Regions from separate parts of the Hordeum vulgare genome. Here region 1 is linked to region 2. Evidence: chromatin contacts called from public HiChIP or PLAC-seq data. All regions are on one chromosome and are shown on one strand. The core of a region is the stretch at or near the end of the contact, and the rest is flanking DNA. Distances in the headings are between cores, read along the strand shown.

Evidence for each region. HiChIP or PLAC-seq counts read pairs in DNA pulled down with a chosen protein or histone mark.
Region 1: an H3K4me3 HiChIP or PLAC-seq map of embryo shows a contact between it and region 2, with 6 times the contacts expected there. The contact joins the promoter of LOC123409843 here to the promoter of LOC123408977 in region 2. A contact is called at or near these places in 5 of 6 Hi-C or Micro-C datasets (leaf and seedling) and 1 of 1 datasets of contacts at active chromatin or transcription factors (embryo).

What each region holds. Positions count from the first base shown.
Region 1 is chr7H:575,688,147-575,693,199 of MorexV3_pseudomolecules_assembly, forward strand. It overlaps LOC123409843 (probable calcium-binding protein CML29), which reads left to right and starts at 2,849. Exons shown (of 1, transcript XM_045102714.1): 1 at 2,849-3,774. The coding sequence starts at 3,072. The coding sequence ends at 3,578.
Region 2 is chr7H:575,534,728-575,539,694 of MorexV3_pseudomolecules_assembly, forward strand. LOC123408977 (tyrosine-sulfated glycopeptide receptor 1-like) reads right to left here and starts at 3,453. Exons shown (of 1, transcript XM_045101991.1): 1 at 1-3,453. The coding sequence starts at 2,945.

The DNA.
Region 1 (5,053 bases), core at 1,599-4,098, 150 kb after region 2:
ATCCTTTAAATGCACCTTCCCGCTGTAGTTATTTAGGCTTCTTGTTGATATTTCAGGAAACATGTGATCCTATATATACTGGTCGTAATCTGTATAAAAGAGTGAGGTGGGATTATGTAACATGAAAAAAAGAGGTGCACCCTTGCTGTTAATAAAGAGAGAAAAGGTTCCTAAAAATGGAGGGAGAAGAGGTGCATCCTTGCTGCTAATAAAGAGAGAAAAGGTTCCAAAAAAAGAGGGAGAAAAAAAGTGTTGGAATGGAGGTTCGAACCCAGTTCTCTCGAGTGGAAGCAAGGCACTCAAGCCACTACGCCAGAGACATGCTTTTGATAGATGAGGATCTCGGGCTTTAAGAGTCGTGTGAGACAGCGGATTTGACAGAAAAAACCGAATCGTTTTCCTCATTTATGGATGGCATAGTGGGTAATTTAGGTCAACTTTGAGGATAGTTTTTATGACGTACGACAGAAGCGTTAGTTGCTTTATTTTTTATTTTATTTTTTTGAGCGGGGAAAGCCTGACGGCTTTTATATTTCATGTGAAAAAACACTTACATCATTAGCTAATGTATCAATGAGGAAGCCTAGAGACTCCTCCATTCACTTTATAGTTCTAGTGGGTTCGGCAAACCTAGCTAGGGTATGAGCTACCATATTTGCTTTTCTTGGGCAGAAAGCAAATTGGATCAGAAAAAAGTTCTTGGCGAGGAAGGAGCACTCTTCGTATACTGCCGCCGTTGGACCTAGTGAATTGCCGTCGAGTAACAAGGTGTCAATCACATCCTGACAATCAGACTCCATAATGATCTGTTGCACACTCACCTCGCTGGCGAAGAGAAGTCCATATCGCAAGGCTCTCGCTTAGTTGCTTTATTATTAGGGAAGAGGGGAGATTAGGGAAAGATACCTCACCGTACATAAGGAATAGATCTGCCTATAGTGCCAGAGCTTTGTGTTAATTGTACACAGCGCTTACATACGTTTGGCTCATGTAGTTTCTCCTTTTTTTTCTCTACCCAGTCTGGTTCGGAAAACCTTCTAGAAGCTTTCGACCGGGATTTTCTAACCATTTTTTATTTTGTTCAGGTTTTTTTGGGCTAGGTTTCCTTTGGTTTCCCTGCCTTTTTCTATTCTATCATTTTATTTTATTCTTGCATTTTTCATAATCCGTCAAGTTTGTCAGGTTCACTAGCTTAATTGAATTGTGAATAATTTTTTTGAGCCGAAACCTTTTGAAGTTTGTGAAGATTTCCTTAATTCATGAAAATTTTCAAATTTCGTGATTTTTTACGCCATGAAATTTTTCGAGTTCGTGAACATATTTCATATTGACAACTTTTCTGGAATTTGTACACATTATTATCTTTGACTTGTTGATTTTTTTCCTAATCCATGTTTCAAACTAACGAACAATTATTCAAATTCAATTTGGACCCATTCTTGAATTGTTGTCTAAAAGTCATTGGCTACCTGGTTCATGCGTCAACGATCAAATACAAATACACTTTCTTTTCACACGTACGGGGTCCTAAGAGCATCTCTAGCACACCCCGTAAAAGGATCAAACCTATAAAATTTCGGCGAGTATATGGGTTCGATCCGTTTTAATGGCCAGAACAGACCCCGTATCGCGCATCCGGGCTGTAAAAGTTTAACCGCGTCCCGCAAAAAGACCCCTCGAACTGGCATATATGCGGTTTTACATCGCGTTTACGGATCGAACCCTATCCTCCGCCGCGATTCAACTCCCACTCCACCCTAATTTCTCGCCGCCGACGAGACAAAAAAACCACCAGCGGACTGTCCCGACCCTGGACGGCCACAGAAATGGAGGGGATGATGCCGAGCGCCGTCGCCGCCGCGTCTCCGACGCCGCACGCAAGTGGGGATCACAGAGGTGGCTGAAGTATGACCTCCGGCCGCCTCCGGCTTTCGAATGCCGGGAGCTCGAGGAGTACGAGCACGAGCTCGCTACTCGATGCATCGGCTCCTTCGGCGCCTCGTCCTCGCGGACCATCACTCCGGTGAAGAGAAGGGCGGAGGAGCTCGGACCGCTCACCGTCAAGCTCGAGGACGACGCCGGCGAACTGCGTAGAGGGGTCATCAGCCTCGAGGATTATCTTTCCCCGAGGCAAGAGGATCACCTCATGCACGCCAACATGGAGCGCTCGGTGAGGGAGGCGGCGGAGGACGCCACGCACAACCGACGCGAGCTCGAGATCGAGCAGACCTTGCTCGAGCAAGGGGTCACGGCGTCGCAGGCGAGCGCGTCGAAGGAGACGGACCTGCGCGTCCTGAAGGCAGAGTAGGACAAGATCTGGATCGACCTCGACTCCAACTCCGACGAGGAGTAAGCTCCTTCGTCTCCTCCGCCGCGTTGTCGCCGCCGCACCCGTCGTTCTGGTAGCATTGAGTTGGGTACGCTGCACGGCCCGCAGGTCCCCTTACCTAGTAGTAGTATGAAGAACTAATGTAGTTTGATGAAGAACTGATGTAGTTTTTGCAAGAACCGTGCTATAGTTCGATGAATGATGTAGTAGTTGCTTCGGGCCAACATTTTTTTTTTCAAATTTTACAGTGTTATATACGGGATCTAATCTTTGACGCATGAAATGGTGCCGCAAAATCGCTCCGTAGCGACCTGTGAATCCATTTTGTATTCTTTTTTACGGGGTCTTTTAGAGATGCTAACACAAGCACATGGGTCAATGGTTAGTCAATTGGCCCGGTGGCACGGTGTGGAGACCCTAAAGTTCAAATACACATTCTTCGGGGGATTTTCAGAAGTTTGTGGTCATCCAAAATGAAACGCGAACTAGTCCAGCTCCACTCCACCTAGAACCCATCGTCGTCCACGCTATCACACCAGAATCCAGAAGCCTTATCCTGCTGCCATTGCCAACGCCGAGAACAAGATGCGCCTCCACTAGTGTTCCATTCCATGTCGACACAAAGCGGCCGAGATTCAGATTCGGCTGCACTCGTCCTCGCCTTCTTAAGGCCGTCCATGCAAGCGAACCGAGCTCCAACCAAGAGCAGTCTCTCACGGTCTAGTTCGCTCTCGCCAACGCGATGGCGACGCCTGGCCGCCGGCCGTCGGCGCAGCAGCAGCCGCAGCCGCTGACGGTGGACTTCGAGGCGCTGAGCTACATCAGCAGGCTCGTGGAGGCTTTCCAGGCGTTCGACTCCGACAACGACGGCCTCGTCACTGCCCCCGAGCTCCGGGGCCTCCTGGCCTCCCTGGGCCTCGACAAGTCGGAGGCGGAGGCGCGGGACATGCTGGCGCGCGCCGACGCCGACCGTGACGGCCGGCTCTGCGTGGAGGAGTTCCTGGACGTGATGAACGCCGGCGAGCTCGGCCTGGGCGCGCTCGGCGAGCTGCTGCAGGCCGCCGTCCCGGCGCTGGAGTCCTTCGCGGGGCCCGACGGCGCGCTGGGCGCCGACGAGCTCGCCAGGGTGCTGGGGCTCATGGGCACCGCCAGCGCCGAGGACTGCGCGGAGATCATCGCGTGCATGGACGGGGACGGCGACGGCGCCATCAGCGTCGAGGAGTTCAAGCTCATGGCTGACCTGCTCTAGGGTCGAGCTGCGTACGTACTGAGCCAGCTAGAGCGCGTGCATAAACATGAAGTTGTGCACTGCCTACTGCGATGTACAGTAATGATTATCGATTAATAAGCATATAAGCACGTTCGGAGAGTTGTGGGCACTGTTTCTGCACCGGGCTGGAGTACCATAAAAGGATGGATACATGAGAGTTTCTGATGTCTTGCAATGAGTATACGAGCACGTGCTCCCACTAGTCAAATTGTATTTTCGATCTTATAGAAAAAAAAAGATATGTCATTTGGTTCATACGATAGGAATTTTTTCCATAGATCTGAGCTAATACATTTTTTCTTATGAAATGTAAAGAATAAAAATCAATCTTATGTAGGAATAGAAATCCATTCCTACAAAGTACAAACCAACGAGTTCTACCTATATAGAAATAGGAAGAGTACAAACCAAAGGGTTTTCCTCGGGTCAGAAAAGTTTGTTGCGTATGATTTGTTTTGATATACAACGTGTGTTGGGCTAGACGAGCCAGCCGAAACGGCCCAGTATTCAAGAAGCAAATTCATTCGGCCTATTTCTATTAGTGTTGGGAAAATTTAAAGAAAAGCGCCCCACCATAACTTTTGCATGCAACGGCTCGCATAGCCTCATGCACATGCAACAATCTTTTACCTGAAGCTTACATCATTGCATTAAATGCTTTCTTAAATTTTAAAAATGATTTATCTTACAGATTAATAATTTGATCGGAGATCCGTCTTTACTGTTAGGTTCGTCTCGACGAGACCTTCAAAATAAGATCTCATGTTGACATGTTTCATTGATTTTTTTTCGTCGTTTCTAGTTGTCACATTTATGTCATCATAGTTGTTATCTTATGGGTCTATAATTGTCACAAAAATTATACATAGTTATGGGGGCAATAATTTTATACTTGTTAAGCATTGCAATGTTATGTGAAGCTAAAAAGTGGGTATTAGAGAACTAACAATAAGCAAGTAAACGCATGAACGCACAAGTACAATGAATCAAGTTTTTTAATGGAGTATATCAACATTCATAAGCCTCATAATCAAGTTGATTTAGTGTGAGAACTATGTGACAAATAATACGACAAGTAAGAGATAGTAATCTGACAAGTACCGACGAAAATAAAAGTTATCGAAACATAGCGACATGGGATCTATTTTTAAAGATCTTGTCGCAAAAAAATCAATGATGAAAGCAGATCATTAATTAAGATAACGGCTTGAAAGATAAATCTTTTTAAATGCAAAATAAAAAGAACATTTACTGATGTCATGCTCGTGTAATATTGCATGCATGTAAAGAATTGATGGAAGAAAGCCGTCACATGGGAAAACTAATGTCTAGCGCTGCTCCCTAGTGAAGTCCATTAGTGTTTCACATTGCCGGTACAAATTCTAAAATTTAGTCCCACCTCAGCTCACTGAGATGGTTTTGACAAGCTTAAAGGGGGCTGCATTTACTCTCTA
Region 2 (4,967 bases), core at 2,203-4,702:
GGCCTTTTCCCTGTGAGCAGCTCAAGCAACACCACTCCAAAACTGTATATGTCTCCCCTCAGTGTGGCCACCCATGCATGTCCGTACTCGGGAGGAATATATCCCAGAGTGCCCACTAGCTCAGTTGTGACATGTGTATCATAGGGACGGATCAATCTGGCAAGCCCGAAATCTGCAACATAAGCTTTGAATTCTCTGTCAAGAAGGATGTTGCTTGACTTGATATCACGATGTACAATGTGAGGCTTGCAGATATTGTGGATGTAAGAAAGGCCCCGGCTTGCTCCTTGTGCAATCTCTAGCCTTGTTGGCCAGTCAAGCAATGAGTTGCCATTGTCCCTGTTGTGAAGCCAATCATCCAGGCTACCATTCTCCATGTAAGAATATATGAGGAGCCTCGAGTTTCCCTGGATGTAGTAGCCCCATAGAGGCACAAGATTGTCATGTTTCGCCACGGTGAGTGCGTCAACCTCTGCAGTGAATTCTCTTTCCATCAGACACATTTCACCGTTGAGCTTCTTGATGGCAAGCTTGGGTCCATTTGGCAGCTCCGCCTTGTAAACTAGACCATTACCTCCGCATCCGATAATGTTCTGCTGGTCAAAATTATTTGTGGCCTTTAAGATATCATGGAAGGTGATTTTGTCTGATTCTCCCTTGCCTTGAGGTACCATCACCAAAATGCTTCCTTTCATCACATTGCACAAGTCATCTGACGCAGAAGTAAATGAACTTGCCTCTATGTCGCCATTGCTGCTACCCTTGTTTTGGTGGACAGAGTTTGTTCTTCTGAGGGCCATAAGCAGACGTCCCAGCAAGAACAGAATGGCAAGCCCTCCAAAGAACACACCTAATCCAACAGCAGTAGTGTTCTTCTTGTTCCACCGTCTCGGGGACGCTGAAGATGGTCTTGAGTTGCAGCCACTGTTGATCATAGGGCCGCATAGCTTTGGATTCCCAATGTAGCTAGAATTTGAAAAAGAATCAAACTGTCCTCCACTTGGAACTTCCCCTTCTAGCTTGTTGTTAGAAACATCAAATCTAGAAAGGAAGTGCAGACCATTCAGTGCAGATGGTATTGTACCTGTGAGCTGGTTGTTCGACAGATCAAGCATTTGCAGGTTTGTGAGGTTGCAGATTTCTTGTGGTATTTCACCAGTTAAGCTGTTGGAGCTTAAATTGAGGATGTCGAGCATTTTCAGCTGTCCAATCTCAGGAGGGATTGCACCGGTGAAATTATTGTTGTCCAGACACAGTTTGTTGGGAAAAGCACTGACCATCCGGTATTGACGTAATGGCGTCCAAAATACAGGCAGCTCAAGGAACTTTGGGTCCAACCTGGCAGCATTTTTCTCAGACAGCAGCATCGGCAACTTTGTCAATGCAGCTGGTATATTGCCTGTAAGCTTGTTACTTGATATATCTAGAAAGAATAGGAAGCCCAACCCATCAATCCAGGATGGTATCGGTCCAGTGAGTTGATTCAGTGATAGGTCTAGCATCTCCAATTTTTCAAGCTTTGATATCCAAAGAGGGATTTGCCCAACCAATGAGCAATCATCTATGGTGAGTACCTGAAGCTTCTCAAAACCATCAATTCTTTCATCCTGTGGTATGGTTTCACCCTTGAAGTTGGTTCCAATAAGCAGGGAGGTGAGATTCTTGCAGCTCTTGAGCATCTGAAGTGCATTTGTGATATTTGTAAAAGAGTTGCCGGTGACTGAAAGGAAGGAGAGGGACCTGAGATTTCCAATGCTTGGTGAGAACTGGCCATAAAATTTATTGAAAGCCAGCCGTAATGCAACTAGGTTGGTGCATGAGTAGATACTTTCAGGAATTGTACCAGTGAAGTTGTTCAATGAAAAATCAGCTGTCCTCAGATCCAACATGGTGAAGTTGACTTTGCCAAGTTCCCCGGTAAAACTGTTGTTTCTGATGGTAATGTATCTGAGACTTGAGCAGTTACCTAGGGCCGATGGCAGCTCACCAGACATATTATTGTTGTCCAAGTAGAGTTGCTCCAATCTTCTTAGCTGGCCGACAGAATCTGGAATCTTGCCAGTGAGACCAGTCGATCCAAGATTAAGGACAGTCAGACTGCTTAGTTTTGCTATGTGGGAGCCATCAAGAACTCCTTGCAAGAAATTGTTGGGTAAGGAGAGCTGCTCCAGTGAGGTAGCATTGAAGAGTTCAGCGGGGAGAGCTCCGGTGAGGCTATTGTGTCCAACCTTGAGCACTTTCAGCATGGTGCAACTGCCAAGCCCCGGGGGAATACTGCCACTGAACTGGTTGAAACAAAGGTCAAGCATGTCAAATAAGGGGGAATTGGTGCAGATAGAAGATGGTATTTGTCCTGTGAAGGTGTTGTTGCTCGCATTAAGAGCAACCAGATTCTTCATGGCCCCCCATGTTGTTGATGGAAACTGTCCATGAAATAAGTTGCTTGAGATATTGAGCACCTGGAGAGGAAGGCCAGTATCTGAGGATTGCAACTCCTGCAGATGACCATTGAGGCGGTTGAAGCTGACGTCGAGGACAATAATGCTTCTGGAGAACACCAATTCCGTCGGTAGGCTGCCTTCAAGCCAATTATGGGACAGGTTGAGACGCTTGAGGCCAGCAAGATCGCCGAGGGATGGCCAGATGACCCCTCTGAGACCTCTGGAAGCCACCAAGACGTCCGTGACCGTGCCGTCGCCGCTGCAGAGGACGCCATCCCATTGGCAGCAGTCCGTGCCGTTCACCCACGACGCGTTGAGACCGCCGCTGCCGCCCGGCACGAGCCTGCCCAGGAAGCCGAGGAGGGCGCCCCTCTCCTGCTCCGTGCAGGAGCTGGCCGGGGAGGCGAAGGAGAGCAGAAGAGCCGCAGCCACAAAACCAGCGAACGGCACGGATGATCTGGTGGTGTATCTGCTGCTACGGCATGATGAACTGAGCGGCTGCATGGTTCCCTCTCATGAAACTCGGGTGCCGCAGGGGCTGCTTTGCTCTACTTGGACCCTGGTTGCCTAGGCGGCCACCATGGGCGATGGGTTCGTGGCGCAGAGGAGCATGGAGGAGGAAGAAGCTGCCCCGCTGTTCCCTCGAGGAAAATGGCTAAGGTGAGGCGCTATGTGGACGCATACACGCACATCCTAATCAGCTCTTTTTGCACGTTTGCCGCTAGCGTGTTTTCCAGTCCATGGAGGAGGAAAAAAGAAAGGAATGCCCCCGCCCGCGCGCGCGGGCCCCGTTCCTCATGTTTGACCTTGTTGCTTGAGCCAGCGGCCAGCCTCCGGTTCTGGTATGCAAAAGTCCAACTTCCCTATGCAATACTACCACTACATTTTAGCTGTTGCATATCCTTGTCTAGGGTCTCGTCACCCGGCTTTGGAAGCTGGTGTTGAATACTGCGCCGTGCCCGTATAATAATCCACCAGCTACGTATATCTGTCTGTTATATCTATCTATTGCATATCTAATACTGTATCTTTCTGGTCCGATGGTACGACCCTAATTAACTACAACTATCAACAACTTACGGTGGCGTAGATGTCAATCCTGCTCGGTATTTGCATGTCGCCGGCGAAAATCGACGGCCATTGACTTGACAGCCGTTGATAAGTTCTCACCGGAATGAGAAAATTATTTACTGGAAAAGGAGTATTTTTTTCGTCTGTTCGTTTCAAAAAAATTCTGCCCCTTACGCGTGTCGCCTGTTCGGCGAGCAGGCGGCTCCGGTGATTCATTCGTTATCATCGAACAGGGAAAGAAAGAAAGGCGGGCGTCGCCGTCGTCGACGCATGAAAGGAACCGATGCTCAAGATTCCAGCGTCTGCAAGGCGCTTCTTCTCGATCTTCCTTTTCCCCGCAGTAGTAGTGGTAGGTACATGGGGAGAGCACTTGGAGCTTATCTTTGGGATGGAGCGCGCATACTCTGATGATAACATAAAGCAATCAATGATTAACGTCGTCGTCGTCGTTGATGCGTATGGGTGCTTGGTTTGATTGAGGAGCAAAGTGGGAGGCTCAGCTCAAAGGCGAATAATGGCGAGATTTGGTGCCAGGCGCGCACTTGTTCGCGGATTCTGGGGCCGTCTTTGCGTTCATGTACCTCGTGATCTTCTTTTGCAGATCATGTTGCTTCTTCTGTATGCCGTATAACTCCAACATCTTCTCCTTGCTGTCTGTTCATCGGAATACGGCGGGGGTGATGTCTTTGGGGGGTGGGTGGGTGGGTGGGTGGGTACCCCGTTCTTGACCCTGCCCGATCGAGGCGTTTACTTTTTGGAGCTCCGTTGGAGAGGGAGAGGGGTGATGTGTACGTATGCCGGAGGCTTTTTCTCTCCGGTTTGTTTTCCTCCTTTGGACCTACCGCGAGTATGACCTAGAGACCACCTCTTCTATCTTCTAGTACTACTACTGACCTATGCATGGATCACGACAAGAAAAAGTCGCCGGAAGCTTGCGGCCATGGGGTTCTCAGCGGCAATGCATGTGCTGTCGCCCGTCCCAGTCTCTACGGCGATGGATCCACGTAGAGATGTGGATCAAACTACTAAATGTAATCCACGGGGTATCATCTTCTTCTTTTTGCGGGGAGAAGATGCCGTCCATCCACTATCTGCAAGTGCGCTAGGTTTTTAATCTAGTAACAATTTTTTACATGATGATGGTGGCGGCGTGGCTCTCCATTAGTAAGCTCTACTGGATTCGATCTGAGATGTTATCTTGCCCGTCGCCACTGATTTATCACGGATGCCGCGTGTGGCCGTCTCTGTCTAAGGGGAAAATGTTGGTCATGCCTTAATCAACCTATGCAACTCAAAGCATCTCCTCCCTCGCAAAATAAATAAGTAATAATAATCAAAGCATCTCCGGTAACTGTTCTAAAATTGCTTGGAGTAAATATAGGGCACAGGAAATGCTTTTGTGGGCATGAAAAGTGATTGTCTTCAACGGCTGCTGTAAAATGGGGTATGAAATAG